Linked DNA regions of Zea mays: region 1 is linked to region 2. The links are chromatin contacts, called in public Hi-C maps. All regions are on one chromosome and are shown on one strand. Each heading gives the region's core, a stretch centred on a gene start, on an enhancer-like site or on the middle of the called end of the contact. The rest is flanking DNA. Distances are from core to core; before and after follow the strand shown. Region 1 holds the start of LOC100279325 (meiotic recombination protein SPO11). Region 2 overlaps LOC542032 (m15 protein).

Region 1 (5,188 bases), core at 2,356-4,855, 120 kb after region 2:
CAGATGTGAAAACTCCAAGCCACCGTATATCAGGGACACGCAACAAGTTTGCATCATGTGCCAATTGCTTGAAGAATGAAATTACGCAAGTAGCAGAGGTTGGTAAGTTAACACAAGTAAATATGTCATAATCTTGGGTTTCAAAGAGCAAAAAGAAATATTTTGGTCATGCTTGTGATAAGATGAGCAAAACGAGCATAATCATGTTTATTTTGAGGGGAAAAATGAACTGCTCTAATACACAGCCTTATTGCTAACGGGACTTCATAAAGTAATAGAACTTTCAAATGCAAAGAGGCCAGACAAGCTGTTGATTTAGGACGAAAGGTGCAGTATATGATCATGTCCATGGATTCGTTACCTGCAATTTTAACCTGTGAATCTGCTAAGGAAGTTAAGTTCATAGACAATAGATATAGATGAGCATAGCAGCATCAGATAAATCATGCCTACCAAGGAACCAAATTTATAGGTAGCCAGAATGTCGAAACCATAAGGATCTGAGTCCACTAAGCAATAAGCAGGCAGATGCAGCAGTTCAACAAGGTACCGCAGGAATCTAGGATGGAAAAAGAATGTAAAATTGGGATAGCGGTTGAGAAATATGCAAGAGGAACTTAATGAATAAAGAGCACATGCCTTCTTGTTGGAATATCTGGATAGCCTCTTCCCTGGGTTGACAATGCAATATCATGAAACTAGAGAAAAAATTATGAAAATTGATAACATCGGGTGAGAGTTGTTACTTACTGTAATAACAATGCAGCGATTTCTTTCACAGAACTTGTCATTGGCCAAACGCTGGAACACTGCAAAGGGACTACTGAAGCATATTGTACAAAGAGCGGAAATTATTAAATGCAAAAAAAAAAAGACCTGTCTCCTTCTCAACCACAAGTATGTAGTGGGCAACACTAACAACATCTGCAAGAGAAGAAAGAATAAGACAACTTCAGCTCACTATAATGCAATTCAGGGTATCAAGGGAGGAAATCAAAAGCTTTGCTATAGAGGTGTACTGGTGTAGGCACGTCTAAATCCGAGTTGTTAAACAACCATATAATATCTCAATTACAAAATTTGACTGGAAAAGATAAAAGGTACTCCCGATGTTTCAAATAATTCTTCACTTTAGCATTGTCCTAAGTCAAACTTCTCTAACTTTGATCAAGTTTTAGAACAATATATTATCACCTAGAAGTTCAATAAATGCATTATCAAAAGAGGACATATCTGGTGCATATGGTGCACATATTAAATCACCACCACTTATTTTATATCTAACGTCTTTAGTTGATCATTCAATTTACAAATAATACCTTCCATCACTACACACCACCACGTTGGAGGGTGTCCTTAGCAAAATATACCAAACAACTAGAGACGTTAGATCTAAATTGAGTGGTGATGATTTAATATGTGCACCATGTGCACCAATCTTTCATGTGCACCGGATATCTTCTCTTATCAAAACATATAACTAAAGTGAAGTTAGAGAGGTTTGATTTGGGACAAAGCTAGAGTGAAGTAGTAAACTATAACTTGGAAGAGGGGGAGTAGTTATTTAATTCAGAATGTAAGATTATGAATTTCTTTTAAAAAAAGAAACAAAAAATTGAAGATCTATGGTACCATTTAAGAGCAAAAAATGATCAGTGACTTTTTGCCCAGTGTGCTTCAAAACATCAAGGAAAGAGTTGATTTTTCACTACCCCCTCCCTTCTACACATTTCACAAAAGCACAAAGGGGTTGTGTTCCTAAAGTTGATGGAAAAACCTTTGATTGCCTCAATGTCAACAGGAATGGAGAAAGCCTGAATATACAGAAGGTAAAGCAAACAAATTAAATGAAATCTTATCAATAGACCAGTTAGCAAAATTAGGGGGCAGAGAACATAAAAGCTTACAGCATTGACGCTTGTTATACAATACACTTTCTTTTCGCCCTCCATAAATCTTATCCAGCCCATCACCAAACTAGGATAATGAAGGGAATAGACATGTGCACACAATTAAACAACTGAATAAATAACAAATAGTTCTATGAATATAACATCGCAAACCTAGCAAAAACAATGCAAGTAACAGCAAGTGTAATACGGAAATCATATAGAATTTCCAAATTCCTATAGTGAATTTAGTTAACACTTATGCTATATTGATTTTTTATTCAGATAAACCAAAGAGAACTCTTCATGAATTCAGACATGTTCTGTATCAAAAAAAATATATCTCAAAGTTGTGAACTGACACTGGGAAGAACAACAGATCCATCATGGCATCATTTCTTCCTCCTCTTCATATGCATAAACCTATACGGCTAAGACTACATTGAAAGAACGGTATCCCAGGTTCCCAACCCCACTAGCTCATCAAACACATCCAAATCATCTTTCTTTATATAATGGTGAGAAGCACACAGGATGATTAAGGAACAAAAAAAAACGGGTTTATTTAAGTTATAAAAAAATGAAGCGTTGTAAAATAATAGAAGAATAACAAACGGACATATCTTCAGAGCTTCAACTCTATGACAGTTCATACCCTTTCACTACAGGAACCTGCAGAGAGCCAAGGGAGCACAGTATTCAGTCAGATAAAAGGTTATGAAATTAAGACAGTATGTAATAGTCATGGTGCTGCATATTAGTGAAGGAGCAAATATCGTTGATGGCACAAGTCCTTTCTACAATACACAATGGAAGCTTCAGGGAAGACAGCAGACTAGTGGCACCTATGGACCTACCACGTTGAGATTGTGCCGGCTGCACTTGAAGAGTATGCAGATATCGTTGATGGCACGGTCAACAACTGCTACTTCTGCAGGGAGCCAAGATATGTGCAAATTCTAGTAATCCCGTATAATGGAATGAGGAGCAAACATTGCACCTACTGAGCACAGACCTACGAAGATGGAGGGGTACATGTAGTAGATGTCCCTCTTGGAGCAGTGCTTGTTCTGCTGCAGGAGCTGCTGCACCACGAACAGCACCCTCAGGAGCACATCTACGCATGAACAACGCATCAGAAAGTAATTAGTGTGATCACATAAATGCAAAGATTTAGATGTATTCGTACTGAGGCGGGAGGTGTGGTAGTCCTTGTGGAGCAGAGAGAGGACGTCCGTGCCGACGGGGATGTCGTAGCTGCAGGCACTGCAATCACGCACGAGCGCGCGCCCAGGGTCTACGGATGTCACACATTTGGGTGAAAATTGTTCGAGGGATGTGACGGTGAATTGGTCGGGAAGGAGATGATCCCGGGAGCGGGCGCGGAAGCTAAACCATGGGGACGGGGACGCAGAGTCGGCGGAGGAGCAATAGTTCCGGTACCGGTGGAGCACTATAGACGGGGAGCGGCCGGCGGCAACCTCTTCGACGATCCAGCGCACAAGCCCTGCACCATCCCCAACCGCGCGTCAGCTCCAGACGCTACAGGAGAGAGGGAAGATTTAAGGGCAGGCGATCGAGGAGATGAGTAACAAAACCTTTGATCCTGCGGAGGAGGAGCGCCGCTTCCTCCAGCCTCCGCCGCAACTGCTGCTCGTCGCCTTCGAGCGGCGCCGCTCGTCGCCTCTTATCCCTCCCCGCCATGGCGCTAGTTTTTTATTTTGATTTTTTCGAAGCCGCCATGGAGCTAATCAGCTAATCGATCGCGAAGAAACAGAATTAGGCTTAGTGGGCTCCGTTGGACTGCGTGGGCCTTCAAGAGCCCAACAACGAAGCCACCCTTCTCAAGAGGCGTAAATTGCCCTCAAGAAGAGAATACATAGACAAAGCATGGAGCCCATTCTTTATTCTCTGAATAAATTATCACTTTATCAGTATATATAGTCCTCTCAAGACAAAAAATTAACAAGAGACTAAGCACATATCTACTAAGATATAATTACTAGGATTAGGATTCCTCTTCTCCTATACTAGAAGTCCGTATGTTTTTCAGAATATCAGTCACTTGGCCAGAGGTACACCCTACACCCGAGAATTTGACACGGCCGAACCGTCACTGCAGTTCCAGGAGCATCAGTGTCAGAATTTACTTGGCGAAGGCTTGGACCGCTTGCTGCTGAGCTGGGCGACCGGGAACTCTATCAGGATGATGAACGAAGAGGTGTCGGCTTCTCGTAGGTACTGCAACGTGCCGCTCATCGTTTTCACCAGCTTCTGGCTTATGTACAGGCCGAGACCCTCCCTGGACACCCCTGGGTTGTGCTGGAACATCTCCTGTATCAGGGCCTCTGGAACGCCTGGAGCTGGATGGACAATCCTGCACATTGAGTCAATCAGTTACACAGCTCCCATCACCACCAATACTCGCATTCGCCACATTGCAGTGTATATAGAATGGCAGGGATAGCGCCAATTTTACACAGGGATCATTTCCATTGTTTCAAACTGCAAAGTGTAACTACATGCCTGAAGTGACATGTATCACTGCATCTTGGCTGGTGCAGTGACCAGGATAGATTCGACTCCTCGTGGGAGCGAATTTTAAGCTGAGTAAGCAGAGGTCTAAGGACCGGTCCCGGTCGTTCTCACATGGGCTATAATATCACTTTGTATGGATGTGACAGGGGTTCAGGGTTTTCTTGACCTACGTGAGAAGGTCGAATTTTTTTTAGGAGTTAAGATGTTCAGAAGTGAATTTGCTAGCATTAGGTCTTATCTGTTCCTTGTCAACATACAATCCTTTTCGTGGATTATAACTAACACAATTAGGAGCACTGCGAAAGTTATTTACAAGAGACAAATGTTGGAGTTGTGCTGAGTTAATAGAAACTAGATGTACAATTTAGTAGTTCACTTATTTGTCAAATCATCCTTTCAGTTCAAGAACAGCTATCGAAAGACCAAGATGAGAGTGCCGTATTACCTGAATTCCAAATGAGCAATCTGCATGCCAGACCCAATGTTTTCCTTCTTGGGAATGACCTGGAGCACGATATGTCCTTCAGCTGGTTGTGTGAATTGAAGGGCGCAAGCCAGATAATCTGCTAGGACCTGCTGAAGCCTTATATTGTCCCCGTAAATGTACATGTGTGACACTTCCACAGGCCAATCACGTTCAATAGAAATACGTTTTTCCTTGCCCAAAGGAATGCCTTGCATCAGGACCGTATTCAGAGCTTCCTCAAGGTTGAACTCTACTGTGTTCGTCTCCATATAGCTGTAACAGCAAGAATTTGTTT
Region 2 (6,004 bases), core at 2,810-5,309:
TGACGGCCATGGGGTGGCCCTGGAGGCCATAGCAAGGTGCTTCTCCCCACGAAGGGACTGTACCTGGCGGCGTGCCAAGAACCCTCGCGCTGCCGTCTGAAGCGCACCGCTGCTTGGAGTTCCTTCTGTCTTCTCCTTGTAGCGGTGGAACATCACAACGAACTGATCCCACTTCTCTGCGAAACGGCCAAAACTCTCTGTATGGTCATCAAGTCGGAGGGCAGCGTTTGGTGCTTGGCTGGTGCATCAGCTCTGCAGGACCTCCTCCTGCGCCAGCTCCCTAGGGGACCCTAGCAGTTTGCCTGCTGGTGGTCGTTTTGGTCGGGTTGTTGCTATGTGTGCGTGGCGCGTTGTGTTAATGTCAGGGGGGTCTCGCCTTTGTATTAGGGGTTGACAAGTCTTGTCTCTCCTATGTTTTTTTCTTCTTAATATAATGACACGTAGCTCTCCTGCGTTTGTTTTTTAAAAAAAGTCCCATCGGTTCTTTAATTGGGGAATAGCATATATAGACCCTGGATACCAATAGTTTGTGATACTAGTATGTATAGGAGTTTAGGCAAGTTTCTGTAAGCACAGGAAACAATAAATCCAAATGTATTATACGTTGTCAACAGTTCCTCGCCATTTTCTTATAATAATCCATGGAGCTGTCATTTTTTTACTAAATATGGTGCTAGTCAATAGTTATGTGATAAATTTGGTTTAAACTAATACTACCCCCATTTTAAATTATAAGTTGTTTAAACCTTTGTTTAGATACATAACTTTTGCTACACACCTGAATACATGTTATGTCTAGACAAATTAAAAAACTATCTATTTAGAAAAGTTAGAATGACTTACGGTAGTACAAAGAATATTATATTACAGGGCAGTTATTGATTCACTTAACCCAGGTTATTATGTTGAGTGTCTCCTTTAATGTTGATATATACTAGATCAGTAACATTCCTTTTCATGATGTTGCCACATACTAAATAACGTAAATCTGCTTTGCTTTATGTAGGGCAATTGGTGCCACGAGTATAGAAAACTAAAGGCGAAGGTCGAGACAATACAAAAATGTCAAAAGTAATTTGTAGTGATTAGTTGCTGAAAAAATGTAATATGCCCTGTTGAAGATAAATATGACCAATACTTTTGTGTCCTGCAGGCACCTCATGGGAGAGGATCTTGAAACGTTGAATCTCAAAGAGCTTCAGCAACTAGAGCAGCAGCTGGAGAGTTCACTGAAACATATCAGAACCAGGAAGGTAGTGTGATCATGTATATTAGACTGCAGTGCATTCCTTATGTGTTGCTTACTACACCACTGACAGCCTTGCGCTCTGCGCGTTGGAGAAAGCTAACAAGTAAATATTCATCGTATGCGCAGAACCAACTTATGCTCGAGTCAATTTCGGAGCTCCAACGGAAGGTAAATTCGTCGAGCTTGCTTAAAGTTGGCCGTTGGAACTTCCTTTTTAAGAAATGTAAGGTTTCTTTAGCTGGGCATTAGGTGGGCATGGTTTGTTGCAAGTATTGACTGCTCTGGTTGCCTAGTTACATCCACAAAATATTCCTGCTCTTGTGCTGTGCTGAGTATTGGCATGCGATGCATTGCCGCAGGAGAAGTCGCTGCAGGAGGAGAACAAGGTTCTGCAGAAGGAGGTAGCCAGACGCCGCCGCTCCTCAACACTCAGCTAGCCCTCTGTTTTCTCATGACGCAAATTAAATTTACAGAAAGCGTTGCTCCTGCCTGCAGCTCGCGGAGAAGCAGAAAGCCCAGCGGAAGCAAGTGCAATGGGGCCAAACCCAACAGCAGACCAGTTCGTCTTCCTCGTGCTTCGTGATAAGGGAAGCTGCCCCAACAACAAATATCAGGTAGAGCACATTCACATCGCGCTACAAGCCTACAATCCCAAATTGTGAGGTGGCCTCGGTTTCGGGTAAAGATTTGAGTGAGCTTGGGCTTTATCTAAACCCCAATTCAAAAATACACATAAACTTGTGCTTTTCCAAAATTTGTAGAAAATATAGATTCTTGTAGACCATGCATGGAACAATTATGTTGACACACAATGTTCGTTGAATTTTTTTTGACCATTTATGAGCCACAAAGAAAAAGAAAAAAAATTCTTCACGTACTGATAGACTCCTGTTTTTCCTTTCACAGAAGGTACGAGGTCAACTTTTTTTTTTCTACAAAACTCCGTGTGTCAGTATAATTAATCATCCATCTAGCTGTATGCGTTTCTCCGATAAATTTTATGCTTGTGGTTTTTCTTTTGTATGTTTTTTTTCAAAAGAGTAGCCGTACGCCTATGCTCAACCAAGCTACACCCAATTTCCTAGTACACTGTTGACATTTCAGGAAGCAACTGACAAGATAGTCTCCGTCTGTGTCCGTTTCTTTGCAGCATTTTTCCTGTGGCAGCAGGCGGGAGGTTGGTGGAAGGTGCAGCAGCGCAGCCACAGGCTCGCGTTGGACTACCACCATGGATGCTTAGCCACCTGAGCAGCTGAAGGTTTCAGCAACTCTTCCCGTTTATCCGCCTGGTGCAGTATAGTATCATCGTGATCGCGAGAGCAGCAGCAGTGGGTTTGCCGTATCTTTTTTTACCAATGTATGTCTATATATGTAAGTATCAAATCTGCAATGTGTTAATCACCATTTCCGCTGGGGCGGCCGCACGAGTACTTTACGCATCAGTATATGTGCAGCATCAAATATTCCATTTTCATGACCATAAGACGTTCTTGATCCTTCATGCATTGCGTATGCGATCTGTCTGCATACTCATTTACTTGAAACCTTATTGTGTACTCCTTTCGTTATTTTTTATTTATCATGTTTTAGTTCAAAAATAAACTAGTAGGTGAAAAATATTTAAGAACGGAGGTAGTATTTTTTTTCTAAAAGAGCCTGTATTTTTTAATATGCTATAATAGTATTAGTATATATAAAAATAAGTGCTTGTATATTTTTTGATATTTGACATACATACTACAGTAGATGGTCTAGTATGATCATATCTTATACATTTGGTCAGGCCATATACACCATAAATTTATACACATGAGAGTAGCTACACCTAGGAGTAGGAAATAATTTCCACAGACATATATACAGGCAAGCATGATCCCACCACAACTGAAATCACATTAAATACAGAGTGCTGGATGTTATGTTCTCAAATCCATGCATATCGTCACATATTTCCAGTACAGGTAGCGAAAAACTGTACCTGTATTTGTAATTGCCGCTTGTACCCAACAGTTTCTTTGTGTTTTTAACGTCGACCAATCACTGAAGCAAACCGCCCTAATTCCTCAAGATCTTGAAGCCAATCCTTACCTTTGACAGGAACATTCTCTTGAGCAGAATAAATGTTTGTGTTCTAGGAAGCCTGATCCTCTTTTTTTTTTTTGTGAAAATACATCTTCAGGTATTTTTCTCATCAATCATTTCAAGAGTACTGACAGAAATCTGAGGACTTCCATCATTCCTGTCCGCTGACAAGATCCCAGGAAAAATGTTTTTGCAAAAGCAAAGCTATAGGCAGAGTTCTCATCCGGGCAAGGCGATTGAACCCTTTGTGAAGCTTTTTCAGAACCAACCATTGAGCGTTCCTTGACATTTAGCACTGAAGACTGGTCATGGTCATGGTCATCCTTTGACCTGCCCGTATTTATTTTGCACACCTTCGGCATTTGGCACAGAAGGACCATTGACACCCGTAGAGCACTACTTTTGAGCTTGCCCAGGGCCTTCCTTTGTACTACCAGTACTATTTTGAAATACATGCTTGCTTGCAGCCCTGTAAAACCAAGACACTCTGATCCGGATGGCATTCTGTACCAAAGAGATGCTCCGAGTTTTTAGGCTATCACCAACAGCTTAATCATCCACATAACAATATTTAAATCACACTTTATGAACAATACAGTCTATAATGCAAAACAATGTTTTAGATGACTATATAGGTAACTGCTCGACACGGTTTTAGCCGGCTGTATCTGCAACCAAGCACGTGATGCGATTGCAGTAGCTCAGCATTCCTTTACACTCATGGAAACATGTAGCCGTCTCCGACATCTCACGGCTGTACCAGCGCAGCCATCTCCGACATCTCACGGGCTGTACTGTACTGGCGCTGTCATCCAGAATCTCACAAATCAGAGCCATCATCAGCGTCAGAGTCCCATCCTTCGGTCAGATTGCTCTCAGATCTGTCAGACGTGCAATCAAACAGATATCTGTTCCCGGGGGAACCCAGAGCCGGCGTCATCGCTGCTGGTGGCCCAAAAGAACATGGTGGAACCTGCTTTACTCCCTCCGTCCTATTTCTGGCGGCCTTCATATATTACTTATTTTAAACTCTACACTATAAGTATTTTGCATGTCTGTTTGTACGTTATTGCTGGAGATAGCCTTGTTATCATCATTACCAGACAAGTGGTTACCTTTCATGGCTCCAGACCTAGGTGTCCCCGCAGCAGAAGCTGATTATACTGCATGTGCGCTATCGAATATATATGTAAACATCCATGTCGGATGGATTAGTGGTGCACTACATTGATTGTTTATGCACCGATGACTATAGCTATACATTTGGGTAGGGTTAGAGATGGCCAAACGGGCCGCCCGGCCCGGGCCCGGTGAAGCCCGGCCCGTTTTAGGCCCGGTTAGAAAACCGGGCCGGGCCTTCTAAGCCCGCGGCTTGATTTCCTGTCCGAGCCCGACCCGCAGCGGGCCTAAACAGGTCGGGCCGGGCCGGGCCGACCTGAAAGTCGCCTAGAGGGGGGTGAATAGGGCGAATCTGAAATTTATAAACTTAACCACAACTATAAGCCGGGTTAGCGTTAGAAATATAAGCGAGTCCGAGAGAGAGGGTGAAAAACAAATCGCAACCAAATAAGGAGTGAGACACAAGGATTTGTTTTACCGAGGTTCGGTTCTTGCAAACCTACTCCCCGTTGAGGTGGTCACAAAGACCGGGTCTCTTTCAACCCTTTCCCTCTCTCAAATGGTCACTTAGACTGAGTGAGCTTCTCTTCTCAATCACACGGGACACTAAGTCCCCGCAAGGACCACCACACAATTGGTGTCTCTTGCCTTGGTTACAATTGAGTGTTCACAAGAAAGAATGAGAAAGAAAAGAAGCAATCCAAGCGCAAGAGCTCAAATGAACACAAATGTCACTCTCTCTAGTCACTATTTGATTTGGAGTGATTCCGGACTTAGGAGAGCATTTGATCTCTTTGGTTGTGTCTAGAATTGAATGTTATAGCTCTTGTAAGGTGTTGAAAGGTAGAAAACTTGGATGCAATGAATGGTGGGGTGGTTGGGGTATTTATAGCCCCAACCACCAAACTAGCCATTTGGTGGAGGCTGCTGTCGACGGGCGCACCAGACAGTCCGGTGCGCCACCAGACACTGTCCGGTGTGCCAACTACGTCACCCAGCCGTTAGGGTTCGACCGTTGGAGCTCTGACAGGTGGGGTCTTCTGGCTGTCCGGTGGTGCACCGGACAAGCACTGTAGACTGTCCGGTGCGCTTTCTGACGCTGCTCTGACTCTAACGCGCACTGTAGCGCATTGAATGCGGCTGCAGTCGACCGTTGGCGCTGAAGTAACCGTTGCTCCGCTGGCACACCGGACAGTCCGGTGAATTATAGCGGAGCGCCCTCTGATTTTCTCGAAGGTGACGAGTTTGGAGCTGAGTTCCCTGGTACACCGGACACTGTCCGGTGGCACACCAGACAGTCCGGTGCCAGACCAGGGCACGCTTCGGTTGTCTTTTGCTCTCTTCGTTTGAACCCTTTCTTGGTCATTTTATTGATCTATTGTGAACCTTTGGCACCTGTAAAACTTATAATCTAGAGCAAACTAGTTAGTCCAATTATTTGTGTTGGGCAATTCAACCACCAAAATCAATTAAGAAAAGGTGTAAGCCTATTTCCCTTTCAATCTCCCCCTTTTTGGTGATTGATGCCAACACAAACCAAAGCAAATATGGAAG

The links. A called contact is a pair of places that touch in the nucleus more often than the background predicts.
Region 1: a Hi-C map of tassel shows a contact between it and region 2, with 3 times the contacts expected there. The contact joins the promoter of LOC100279325 here to the enhancer-like site in region 2. A contact is called at or near these places in 20 of 25 Hi-C or Micro-C datasets (bundle sheath, ear, leaf and 5 more).

The regions. Positions count from the first base shown.
Region 1 is chr5:7,554,646-7,559,833 of Zm-B73-REFERENCE-NAM-5.0, forward strand. LOC100279325 (meiotic recombination protein SPO11) reads right to left here and starts at 3,606. Exons shown (of 15, transcript NM_001360965.1): 1 at 3,488-3,606; 2 at 3,285-3,396; 3 at 3,079-3,155; 4 at 2,905-3,006; 5 at 2,747-2,820; 6 at 2,545-2,561; 7 at 1,908-1,977; 8 at 1,778-1,814; 9 at 877-924; 10 at 751-809; 11 at 640-671; 12 at 454-559; 13 at 1-67. The coding sequence starts at 3,593. LOC100192976 (phytochromeC2) reads right to left here. Exons shown (of 4, transcript NM_001138150.1): 3 at 4,873-5,166; 4 at 4,029-4,266. The coding sequence ends at 4,029.
Region 2 is chr5:7,436,337-7,442,340 of Zm-B73-REFERENCE-NAM-5.0, forward strand. LOC542032 (m15 protein) reads left to right here. Exons shown (of 8, transcript NM_001111677.2): 3 at 1,007-1,071; 4 at 1,154-1,253; 5 at 1,376-1,417; 6 at 1,609-1,650; 7 at 1,745-1,863; 8 at 2,400-2,664. The coding sequence ends at 2,505. Among protein-coding and RNA genes, the nearest start is that of LOC542032, 17 kb to the left of the region's middle. Within about 2 kb of position 4,060, at least 11 of the 20 cell types and tissues checked have an H3K27ac peak or open chromatin away from gene starts, as enhancers often do. A contact at or near this core is called in ear, root tip and tassel, where this site is marked.